2 separate regions of the Sus scrofa genome follow, and region 2 is linked to region 1. Evidence: chromatin contacts called from public HiChIP or PLAC-seq data. All regions are on one chromosome and are shown on one strand. Each heading gives the region's core, a stretch centred on a gene start, on an enhancer-like site or on the middle of the called end of the contact. The rest is flanking DNA. Distances are from core to core; before and after follow the strand shown. Region 1 overlaps TBXAS1 (thromboxane A synthase 1). Region 2 overlaps HIPK2 (homeodomain-interacting protein kinase 2).

The links. HiChIP or PLAC-seq counts read pairs in DNA pulled down with a chosen protein or histone mark.
Region 2: an H3K27ac HiChIP or PLAC-seq map of skeletal muscle shows a contact between it and region 1, with 4 times the contacts expected there. The contact joins two enhancer-like sites. A contact is called at or near these places in 4 of 47 Hi-C or Micro-C datasets (embryonic fibroblasts, heart right ventricle and liver) and 1 of 2 datasets of contacts at active chromatin or transcription factors (skeletal muscle).

The regions. Positions count from the first base shown.
Region 1 is chr18:9,735,188-9,741,010 of Sscrofa11.1, reverse strand. The region is part of intron 9 of TBXAS1 (thromboxane A synthase 1); the gene reads left to right. All of the region lies in intron 2 of LOC106508202 (a long non-coding RNA gene), which reads right to left. Among named protein-coding and RNA genes, the nearest start is that of PARP12, 64 kb to the right of the region's middle. Within about 2 kb of position 2,885, at least 31 of the 83 cell types and tissues checked have an H3K27ac peak or open chromatin away from gene starts, as enhancers often do. A contact at or near this core is called in liver and skeletal muscle, where this site is marked.
Region 2 is chr18:10,073,396-10,078,689 of Sscrofa11.1, reverse strand. All of the region lies in intron 2 of HIPK2 (homeodomain-interacting protein kinase 2), which reads right to left. Among named protein-coding and RNA genes, the nearest start is that of CLEC2L, 100 kb to the left of the region's middle. Within about 2 kb of position 4,044, at least 18 of the 83 cell types and tissues checked have an H3K27ac peak or open chromatin away from gene starts, as enhancers often do. A contact at or near this core is called in liver and skeletal muscle, where this site is marked.

The DNA.
Region 1 (5,823 bases), core at 1,636-4,135:
CTGAGGCGTATGCCATCTGTGGTTATGTAGGTCCCCTCCTTCCCCCAATTTAATTAAAAAAAACTTTCTTTCCCCACAACCTCATTCTTATTTATCCAAACCCACTCCTCCATCTCCCAGGCAAAGGGAGGGACGCTCTTCTGTGTACCAGGCCCACAGCAGCCGAGAACCTCGCATTAGCCACGTGTCTCGGGCACATTTTTATAGCTTTGCCACCACAGAGGCCATTCTTGGCAGGAAGCACATTCGCTAAAAGCCACCAGCTGCAGAAAGGGGGATAAGGGCTAAAACTGCATCAGGTGGAAGAGGTGAGGAGGTTACCATGGAGGGTGGGGGGCGGCCCCAGACAAACCCCAGCTCTCCCAGTGCCTGGCCCTGTGGACGTGAGCAAACTACCTGAGTTCCAGAAACCTCTGTGCAAAGTGGGACCTTGTAAGGACCAGACACGCTGTCAGGGAGGCACAGCCCGCTTCTTGGCAGAGGGAAGACTTGAGCTGTCGGGGGCCTCCGAGGATCAGCTGCAACTCAGCTGTCGCCACTGCTGCATCTTCTAGGCTTTATCCACCCTCCTCTGATGACAGGCGTGGGAGCTTCGCACTGTCAGATTCCCCCAAGGTGGCCCCCACTGAATTCTTAATTCTTATTGGCACAATGGTATCCATCTCTCCCGGGATGACCCCAGGCTCGCAACTACCACTCACAGAGTCGCTCCTGTCCCACAGCCGAATTACAGAGCTTCCTAAGAAACCCCCCTGGATGGCACTTAATGGGGACTCCTCAGTGCAACCCTTGTAGGTGTGGTTTCTGCCCATTTTACAGATGAGCCAACTGAATGTCAGCACAGCTTCACAATTTGCCCACTGTCTTCCAGCTGGATCTGACGTGTTCCTATCTCTTCCTGTTGACAATTCTGCCTGCCGGTCGTGAATTTCAAAATGTCAAGAGTTATTTTTTAAAAAATGGTAAATTGCTCTTTAGACTTTATGTATATATATATATAACTTCAAAACTTACTTTTACCTAGGGTTGGGTTTATTTTAACGCTTAGCTGGTTTAATGGACTTTTTTAAGAGTGACAACTGAGAATTTCAGTGTGGGCTACAGTGAGGACCGGCCACCTTCGCTCTCTGGGCTGTGGCTTTTCATCTGAACCATGCGAAGGTGGAACTCCAGTAACACCCAGAGTCTCTGTACTTTTCTCCTAGTCATGGACGTGCCAAGAGCAGTGGGGGACCTTCCTGTCCGCTAAAGTGGCCGACGGATATACCCGACGCCACCTAAGCTTCTGGACAAGGTTCTTGGGAAAGGAGATTTCTTTTCTTTTCTTTTCTTCTTCTTTTTTTTTTAGCTCAGGCCTAGCCCTCCCCACTTACATCCTGAGCTGTGAAAATGGACTGAGCAGAGAATTTAAAATGAGCTGGGGGAAAAAAAAATCCTGCTACAATAAATCGCATCACAGTGGAGATCTCTATCTAGCCAGAAAATTCTCAGCCCAGACAATGGCTCATTTATTTCCAACAATATTCAATACAACAGAATTCCAGGCCAACAAAAGGATTTCTACAGGTTCTTGGACTGTGGCAAAAGGGGTTTAACCTACAGAGAAAAGAGAGCTGTTCCATTATGGGCTCCCAGGCGAGGGGGAGACCTTTGTAAATAAACTGGAAGGTGGCCTGCTGGAAACGTGGTTCCCTCCCTGGGGAGCATCTCAGCCCGCGACAGTGGGGAGGCAGAAGCACCGGCCACCTCGCCCCGGGAGACATCTGAGTCAAGGCGGCTTCGCCGGGTGGTGCTACCGAGGACACAGCCCCTCTCTCCCAGGCGCTCAGATGATACATTTTATAAACATCCAGGCAGGCAGCCTCCAAAGACTCCTGGGCTTTACAAAAGCATTTCAGATTCCATGGTCAGCGAGCCGGTGTTCTGAGCATGGGCGGTGAAGAGGAGGCAGGAAACGGGAGGGCCCGGAGGGGTCTGGAGGCTGCCTTCTAAATTTAACATGCAGTTGCTTTTAGGCCAAGTGGATGAAAAATAAATTCCAGTGCTTAAAGCTCTTATCTTTGTTTACCATTTCCCCAAACAGTAAGTGACCCAGGCTCTGGCTTTTAGACTGAATTATCAACCAAGATGCACACAGGATGCGGGACGGGGACGCTGGGGGCTGGGCCGGGGGATAAACAGAGGAAGCTGACCGCTCTCCACCGTCACGTGGCGTTTCCTGGGCCTGGCAGAGTGACCAGGATCTGATGTCACAGGCTGTCCCTGGGTGGGCCAGGGCGTGCTCGGGATGTGTCCGACCATCCCAGACACGGAAGGCGCCGAGGGGTTACCCTCCTCCTTTGCATGAGGGGATCCATAAATATCTGACGGTGACCTTTTCAGATGCTCCATAACAGCTTTTGAAAATCTCCAGTGGGCCCGGGCTTGCCCGCTTTGATGGGAAGCTCCAGCCAGGCTTCTGCATGTTGTCAAAATCCTCCGTGGGACTCACTGTCCAGCCTGATTCTACCCTCAGGAACGACAAGAGTAGCATATCCTTTTCTTTCGTCACGTGCCTGCCACTCAGGTGACAGGGCCCTCATTTCTCTCCTTGGTTGGCTCTGTTCTCCAGGATTCTTTCCAGGTGCCCCCAGAGAAGCGTGTCAGTCCTACCTCCCTGCCTCTAGTTCCGTCTCTCAACCCCTGGGAGGCTGGCTTTGGCCGCACCTCCCTCCCACGGGTGACTGACGCCCTGGCCTTTCCAGCCGCTCTGCCAGCTTCCCCTGGTCAGTCCTTACTGTTCCAAGGTCAGGGGCATGCCCTTCTCTCCTGCCTCCATCCCAGAGGCCTCCGGCACCTCTGGGGGCTGAACAGGACACCATCTCCCGCTGGGGCCCCAGCCCAGCCCCGCCAGCAGGAGGCAGCCCCGGCCAAGTCCTTTCCACCTTTCAGCCACCGAGGAATGAAACCTAGGAGTCGCTTTGCTCTCTTCATCCCCCGACCCCTTCACCCCTTCACCCCTTCGTCTCCCCAGCAAGTCTTCCTTTACACAGATGCCTCTAGATCCAGGCTGCACTCGAGAATTACCTCGGGAGCTTTTAAAACCATACTGATTCCTGTGCCCAGTCCAGACCCGTTCCAATGGGCTATTTCAAGGCGGGGACCAGCAGCAGCAGCAAGCAGCCGGTAGGGAGAATCGCTGCTTACGCTGCTCCCCGGATTCAAGCCCCTTTTCCTCTCTGGCCGCTGACATGGTCGTCACGGCTCATCACTTCTGCCAGGGCTACTGCAAAAGCCTCCTGTTTTCTGGCCCTGCTTCCCCCAGCTCTCCGACCACACACCCACAATCACAAAATACCGTTCTCACCACATTACCTATACTTGCCAAAAACCTTCAGTAGGTCCCTACTGCCAAATAACAAGTCTTTGAACAAGTCGATGGCTTCCCAAGAAAATAATAAGTCGTATGGTCTGGGACAGTATCTTCTCTCCTCTTTCCTTCTCTTCTCTACCCCCAGCACTCTGCTAAGCACGTATCAGGTACTCAACATCTATCTGAGGTGAGAGGGAACAACAAAAAAAGAATTTCTCTGCAGATGAATGCCACGCACCCTCCTCCAGTGCAGAGGAAGCGGGCGGGTGATTTAGCTCTCATTTACTCAGGGGCTGATTTCTTTAAACATCGCATATAATCAACGGTGACTGATCCACGCTGATGGAGAGAACTGGACCTTGTATATTACAGGCAGTGGCTAATTCAACAACTTGAAGCTAGTTGATGTTGGAAGCTGTTGTACGCTTTTGCAGGCTTGTGTCTGATAATTGAGACTTTTTTTGAAATTAGGTCATTAGATGTGTCTTATTTTCCTACCCCCTCTTCTCCCATATACACCATAGGAATAAATAAATCATGGAGTTCTCGTTGTGGCATGTTGGAAATGAATCCAACTAGGAACCATGAGGTTGCGGGTTCTATCCCTGGCCTCTCTCAGTGGGTTAAGGATCCAGCGTGGCTGTGAGCTGTGGTGTAGGTCGCAGACACGGCTCAGATCTGGCGTTGCTGTGGCTGTGGTTTAGGCCAGCAGCTGCAGCTCCAATTCGACCCCTAGCCTGGGAACCTCCGTATGCCATGGGTGGGGCCCTAAAAAGCAAAAGCAAAAAAAACAAGGAATAAATAACTCAGCTCCCAAAATAATCCATTATTTTTTTCTCTCAACCCTTTCCTGAAATAGAGATAGTGGTGACACTTCAGCACACTGGAAGGGGCACATTGCGGGGGGCGGGGACCCACAGTGGGAGTAAATAGAGGGGACGGGGGTGTCAACATGCTGCCTTTCAACAGGTTCACTGTTAAAATTTAGGCAGTGCGTACAACCAGTTTGTAAAACTATTCACAGTTTCTACGACCGTACACACCCCTTAGGACACAGCAACTCCACTCCTAGGTATACACCCAAGGGAAGTGAGACTCGCGTTCACTAAAAGCAAGAACATCCCAATTTATTCATAATGTCCCCACTTGGGGACAACGCAAATGTCCACCCACAGCGGGGAGGACGACTAGATGTGGAGCGTCACACAACCGTCGGAGCAGGCACACTACCCTCACACCACCGCACGGATGGGTCTCAGAGACACAAGAGGGAACATGGGGACGCAGATACAAAAGCCTACATACTGGAGGTTCCCTTTACATGACGTTTTTAAATCTTTTTTTTTTTTTTTTTTTTTTTTGGTCTTTTTAGGGCGGCACCTGCGGCATATGGAGGTTTCCAGGCTAGGGGTCTCATCGGAGCTGCAGCCACCGGCCTACACCACAGCCACAGCAACTCAAGATCCAAGCCTCATCTTCGACCCACACCACAGCTCACGGCAACACCAGATCCTTAACCCACTGAGCGAGGCCAGGGATCGAACCTGCATCCTCATGGGTCCTAGTCGGATTCATTTCCACTGTGCCACGATGGGAACTCCTACATAAAGTTTTTAAAAAGGCAAAATAGGAGTTCCCATTGTGGCTCAGAGGTTAACGAATCCGACTAGGAACCATGAGGTTGCAGGTTCGATCCCTGCCCTTGCTCAGTGGGTTAAGGATCCGGTGTTGCCGTGAGCTGTGGTATAGGTTGCACACGCGGCTGGGATCCCACATTGCTGTGGCTCTGGTGTAAGCCAGCATCTGTAGCTCCAATTAGACCCCTAGCCCGGCAACCTCCATATGCCGTGGGAGCGGCCCCAGAAAAGGTAAAAAGACCAAAAAAAAAAAAAAATTAAAAATTAAAAAAATTTTAAAAATAAAAAGGCAAAATAACCTCTTGTGTTAGAAGTCGGACAACAGTTACTCTTCGGGGGCTGGGAGCAGAAGGGGTCCCGGGGGCTCTGTGGAGGACTGCAACCATTTCTGGTCTTGAGCTGGATGCGAATTTCACAGGTGTGCTTACCTGTGAAAATTCACTGAGCGCTATGTTCTGCTTGTGTTCTGTTTTTATGCGAGCATACTATTCTTCCAGAAAAGGTACAAAGGACAGTAAAGGAGGAAGGAAAGGTGAGCAGGAGGGGGGCACGGCGGAAAAGCCTTAGAATGTACAGACTACATTTACTTCTGACTCTGCGGCATCCTAGCTGAGGGACCTTAGACAAGCCACAAACCTCTCTGAATCTGGTGTTTTGTTATTTTGTTTTTGTTTTTGGGCTGCACTCTCGGCATATGGAAGTTCCCAGGCTAGGGGTCCAATCCGAGCTGTAGCCGCCAGCCTACACCACAGCCACAGCAATGCCAGAACCTTAACCCACCAAGCGAGGCCAGGGATCGAACCAGCAACCTCATGGTTCCTAGTCAGATTCATT
Region 2 (5,294 bases), core at 2,795-5,294, 340 kb before region 1:
GGACTTCTAGCTTTCAGAACTGGAGAGAATAAATATCTGTTATTCCGAGTCACGCACTGTCTCCACAGTGCTAGGAAACAGATACCGTCACTGTAGCCATTCCTACAGATTTACCTTTTCTTTTTTTTTTTTTTGCTTTTTAGGGCCACACCCTTGGCATACAGAGTACTCAGGCTAGGGAATCAGAGCTGCAGCTGCCAGCCTACACCACAGCCACAACAGTGCAGGATCCAAGCCGAGTCTTTGACCTACACCATAGCTTATGGTAATGCCGGATCCTTAGCCCACTGATCGAGGCCAAGGATTGAACCTGTGTCCTCATGGATACTAGTCTGATTCACTTCTGCTGCACTACAATGGGAACTCCCATTCCTACAGGCTTAAATCCACGTGAATTTCCAAATGTCTGTCTCCATCTTGGACTTTCTCAGCTCTAGCTTTATGTTCTGGTGGCCTGCCTCTCCACTGGAATGCCCCACAGCATCTCAAACTTGGGACAGACGTCCTCTCTCTGCTCCACCCCCACCCACAATAATTCCTCCTTTTGTCTTCCTTGTTGCGCTAAGTGGAATGCCCGCCCATCCCCCACGCCCGTCCCGTTATTCATGTTGGAAACCTGGGAATGATCTCTCTCTCCCCCTCCAAGCTCACCACCCAACTCAGCAATATTGCAGCTCTGAAAAATATCTCAAAGTGGCCCCTGACTCTCTACTTCTGCTGCCAACGCTCTGGTCCCGGTCACCCTTCTCGCCTGGCGCTCCTGTCCGGTCTTTACCCCTTGTCACCCCTTCCTTCGGTCCACTCTCTGCTGTTCAGAAGGACTACACATCCCTTGCTTGAGGCCCTTCAGGGGCTCCCCGACACACTGAATCCCCTCCTGGCCCACGGGGACCTCCGTGGCCAGGCCCTGCCCAGCGGGGCGCTGTCATTCCACTCCACTCTCCCGGTTCAGTAAGAGGCAGCCCAGCCAGCTTCCTCTCAGGCGCTAAGGCCTAAGTGACGTCTGGACCCAGAGCTTTCATGAGGTGCTGCTGCTTCTGCCTCCAAAGCTCCCTCCGCTCGCTCTCAGGTGGCCGCCCCCTTCCCGCCCCTCAAACCTCAGCTTCCTTGTCACCGCCACAGACAGGCATCCCCTGATACCAGTGCGTCTCCATCCACAGGGCCGGAAATGTCACTTTACAGCACCTTCCCAATAACCTGCTCACTGTCTGGCTCCCCTGCTAAGTCCAGGAACGCAGCACCGCGGCTGGCATTTAGCAGCCAGCCACTCAATCCATGAGGATTTGCTGATGGAATAAACCTTTATTAAATGTAAAAAAGTGCTAAAATATGTGATGCAGGTGGAAAGTCCTAAGGCAGCGCAAACAAAGGAGAGTGGACGGGGCAAATCCTCACGAAGGAATGGAAGCCTGGGGGAGGGGGTCAGGCCCCTGCAAGGGTGGAGGCCTGGAGGTGGGCCTGGCCTACAGCCCCGCCCACCCGAGAGCAGCCCCGCCCACGGCAGGGACCGAGGGTGGGAGGTATCTGCCTATGGGTGGTTCACAAAAGAACAGCAAAAAAGCCACCAAAGGCAGCAGGGGGCTGAAGAGGCTGAAGGATAACACAGGGTCATCACCTCTTAACTCTCTTGAAGCCATTAGCCACTCAGCTCCCAGGGCTACTAGCCTGATGGAGCCCTCTTCCATCCAGGCCTCTGCTGTAACCCCCTACTGGTCTCCTGCCTTTGGTCTCCGTCTTTTCCAATCTACCCTGAAACTCTCCCTCGTTTCAAAGGATGTGTCCTTTTCTCTGCACGCATGACACGCTGATCACGTTTCCGATACAGCTTGCTCCCCGCCCCCGGCCGACTCAAATAACACCCCGGCCACCTTCTCTGTGCTGGCAGACCGGGCAATGGAGATAGACACACATCGCTGAACCGGACCAATAAATATGAACTGACCAGCTACTGCTGTACACACGTTTGGGAATCTGCCCTCTACTAAACCTTCTGAAGGGCAGGGGCTGTGTCTCGTGTGTTCTGATCCTCATTCTGGCACACAGCGGACTGCATAAAAATCTGCTCAACACCCAGGCCACAAGCCCTCAGGTGAGGAAGGCACGACTCTATCTGGCCCCTCCCTCAGTGAGCCCGGTTCCGCTGGCCCATAAGGCTCTGTCTGAGCTCCCGGAAGTCCAAAGTCAAGTCTAAAATCTGTTTGTTTTTTTTGTCTGTTTGTTCAGCACACCTGAAGCACATTTCCTAGTTGCTAAGGCACATTTACTCTTTAGTGAAGAAGAAACCATTCTTACCAATGTTTATTCTAAGCCAGAATTCAGTGGAACAATTCGACTGCCATTGAAGCGCCTACTGCGCGCCAGGAACCGTGCTTGGTGCCGAAGACGGAAAAATAAACCAGACCCTACGGCCCCTCCAGGAGTGCACGGTCTAGTCAGAGGCGACAAGCAAGCCTACAGCCAACACGCTGCAGGCACCCAGCACTGCGGGGAGGGGAGGAAAAGGAGGAGGCAGGGCTCCCCAGGAGAAGTCTGAGCTGAGTCTTGGGAAGTGGACAGGTGGGGTGGCCTCCAGGCACAGGCCTGGGAGAGTGCGTGTCCTCCCCTGTCGCTCCCTCTTATCCTCCCCGCCACTGCTGTATCTCCAGCGCCAGGGGCACGGTAGGTGCTCACCATCCATCTGCAGAAGGAAAGCATCTCTCTGTTTCAACCCCACACCCTCAGCAGGTGCCAGTTTTCCCCGATGCCGGCACCATCTCGCTGGCAACACCTCTTATGACAAGAGGCAGACGACTTGGCCTTTCTGTTTCAAAGTTTATGTGCTTAAAAAAAAAAAAAAATCACATTCCGGTTTCTTGTACAGGAGCCGTTTCTATTCTCAGTTCTGCTCCACAATAGGCAGGACGGCTGGCTTGGGAAATGGTCTTTCCTCCCGGGCTCAGAATGGCCCAGGTCCCGTCGGTGACTCATGCGTCACTCGCCACCCCACGGAATCATCTTACAGAGGCTCCTCAGCGCTATTTTGGGACATCGAATACTTTAAACATATATGAAGTGTCAGACAAAATTTGCACCTAAGAAAGAGAGAGACTGTTCCTGCCCAACATTCCCACAGCAAGACACGAAAGCTCTATTTTCCTCTAGAAAGAGAATAAACTGCCCTCATCTTCAACACACCAGGGATGAAGCTTCGCTGTTTCCCTGCACGGGCTCTCCCTCCGGCTGTGCACATGGCTGACAGGGCACTCGCAGACCACGTCCAGACCCTGTGACCCTCTGTGGGAATGACCCCCAACAGAAGCGTGGACAACTCCCCCACCAAGGTAAGTGGAAACACTCAGGAGCCCCGTGTTCACAGGCAGAATCCAGCTGTGGCTGTACACCGACTTCCTGGTGCTGGCGGGAGGATGCGATGAGACAGAGCGTCACAGGAAGCAGGGGGCCTGGCAATCAGCAGAGATGAAGCCACTTATCTATAACATAGCTAAGGCCATGTGACAGCAAGTAAATAAAGGGCATCTTTTTTGTTTGTTTGTTTTCTTTTTAGGGCTGCACCTGTGGCATATGGACGTTCCCAGGCTAGGGGTCGAATTGGAGCTGCAGCTGCTGGCCTACACCACAGCCACAGCAACTAGGGATCTGAGCCACGCCTGCCACCTATACCACAGCTCACAGCAATGCTGGATCCTTAACCCACTGAGCAAGACCAGGGCTCGAACCTGCATCCTCATGGATACTAGTCAGGTTCGTTACCCTGAGCCACAACGGGAACTTCAAGGCATCCCTTTTAAGGCCTGTTTTCTTCCTCCTAAGCTGAAACATGAGCAGAACTCTGTTTAAATCTATGAAAGCATACACATTAAACATTTTTGGTTCACTTACTTATATGAAAAAGTACAAAGATTAATTTCATCAACAACTAAGTACCTCTCATTTCATTTTAGAAGGAAAGCCACCCACCTGCAACCCCCCACTTCCTCCTAGCGGGGTGCACTGCCCTAACCCTGCGTTCCCTTTCGTGGTACAAGCTCTTCCTCGCCCAGCCTCCCCGGCCAAGTCCATGTCGCCATCATGCGCACAGCACGCTAATAAAACAAGTGCAAGGTTCACAGCCACTCCCAACTTGGGCAATAAATCTGCAACATTAATCAGAGAACACAGGAAGAACCGTGCATTTCTGGAAAGATGTTACTCAATTTCTCCGAGTTTTTATTTCACCATCTATAAAATCTGATTATGAATCTTGTTTCCCCCCCGCCGCCCCCTCCCCCGCCTTGTCTCTACAGCAGCTTATGAAGATAAATGATGGTCAGCAGAACTATAAAGCAGTTTGAACTCCTTGGAAGCAAGACACTCTGTTAGTCCATGGTATTTAATAATCACTGATATTATAAGGTGTACTCGAATTGGACTGCAGTGAAAAAGCCCGTTCCCGCAAATATATGTAGATTGAAAGTAACTCGGTATGGCTGGGGCAGAAGCGATCAAAATGTAAAATTGTATTTCAGATAGGTTGTTAAATCTCAAGTTTCCACCGCAAAAATAAGGAGTCTTGGAAATGCTGACATGTGCTCGGAGCCACTACCTGCGCTGGTGACCGGGAACGGGAGGCAAAGGATGACATCAAAGCAACACAGAGCCCTAAAAAGGGCGGAAATCTGAGGGCCAGGGGGAGGCTTCTCGAGAGAAGCTGGACCTTAAAGCCCAAAGGATCTGCACAGAAGGCAGCCTGAGGGTGGAGTGGTGGAGGGGTGAGTGGTGGAGGGCTTCACCGGCAGCATCCCTAAGAAGATGGGTTCACACCATGTCTGGGGGACTCAGAAGGGTCCTAGTGGAGACCACAGAGCAATCAAGGTCTGGCTAATCAAAGTCAACCTAGGATTGGGTTTTGAAAAAGACACAGCTTCCTTGGTGAATATGAGAAATGCAAGGAACAGCTCTGTCTTAGGTGCTGGGAGATGAGGACAAAGACAAAGAGACGCAGCTTCAGAAGTTCGACACCTGAGGGCCCCTACTGATGTCCATGAAGCTGTGTGCTGATGGGGATGCACGACCCTCCCCGGTGATTCTGCTGTAACTGAGTATCTCCAGCTCTACCAATAGAAACGCTCAAGACTTCAGAACGAAGCATCACATCCACATGGAAAGCTCATCACACACCATCAGAATTTGGTCACGAGGTTGATGTCATTCTGATGCCCCCCTTGGGCTGTTTTCCAAAGGAAGCGAGCTTCCTTGATTCAGCCGACCATCTGCAGCATAATGTTAGAATCAGAGCGGACGTTTGTTGGATTTGT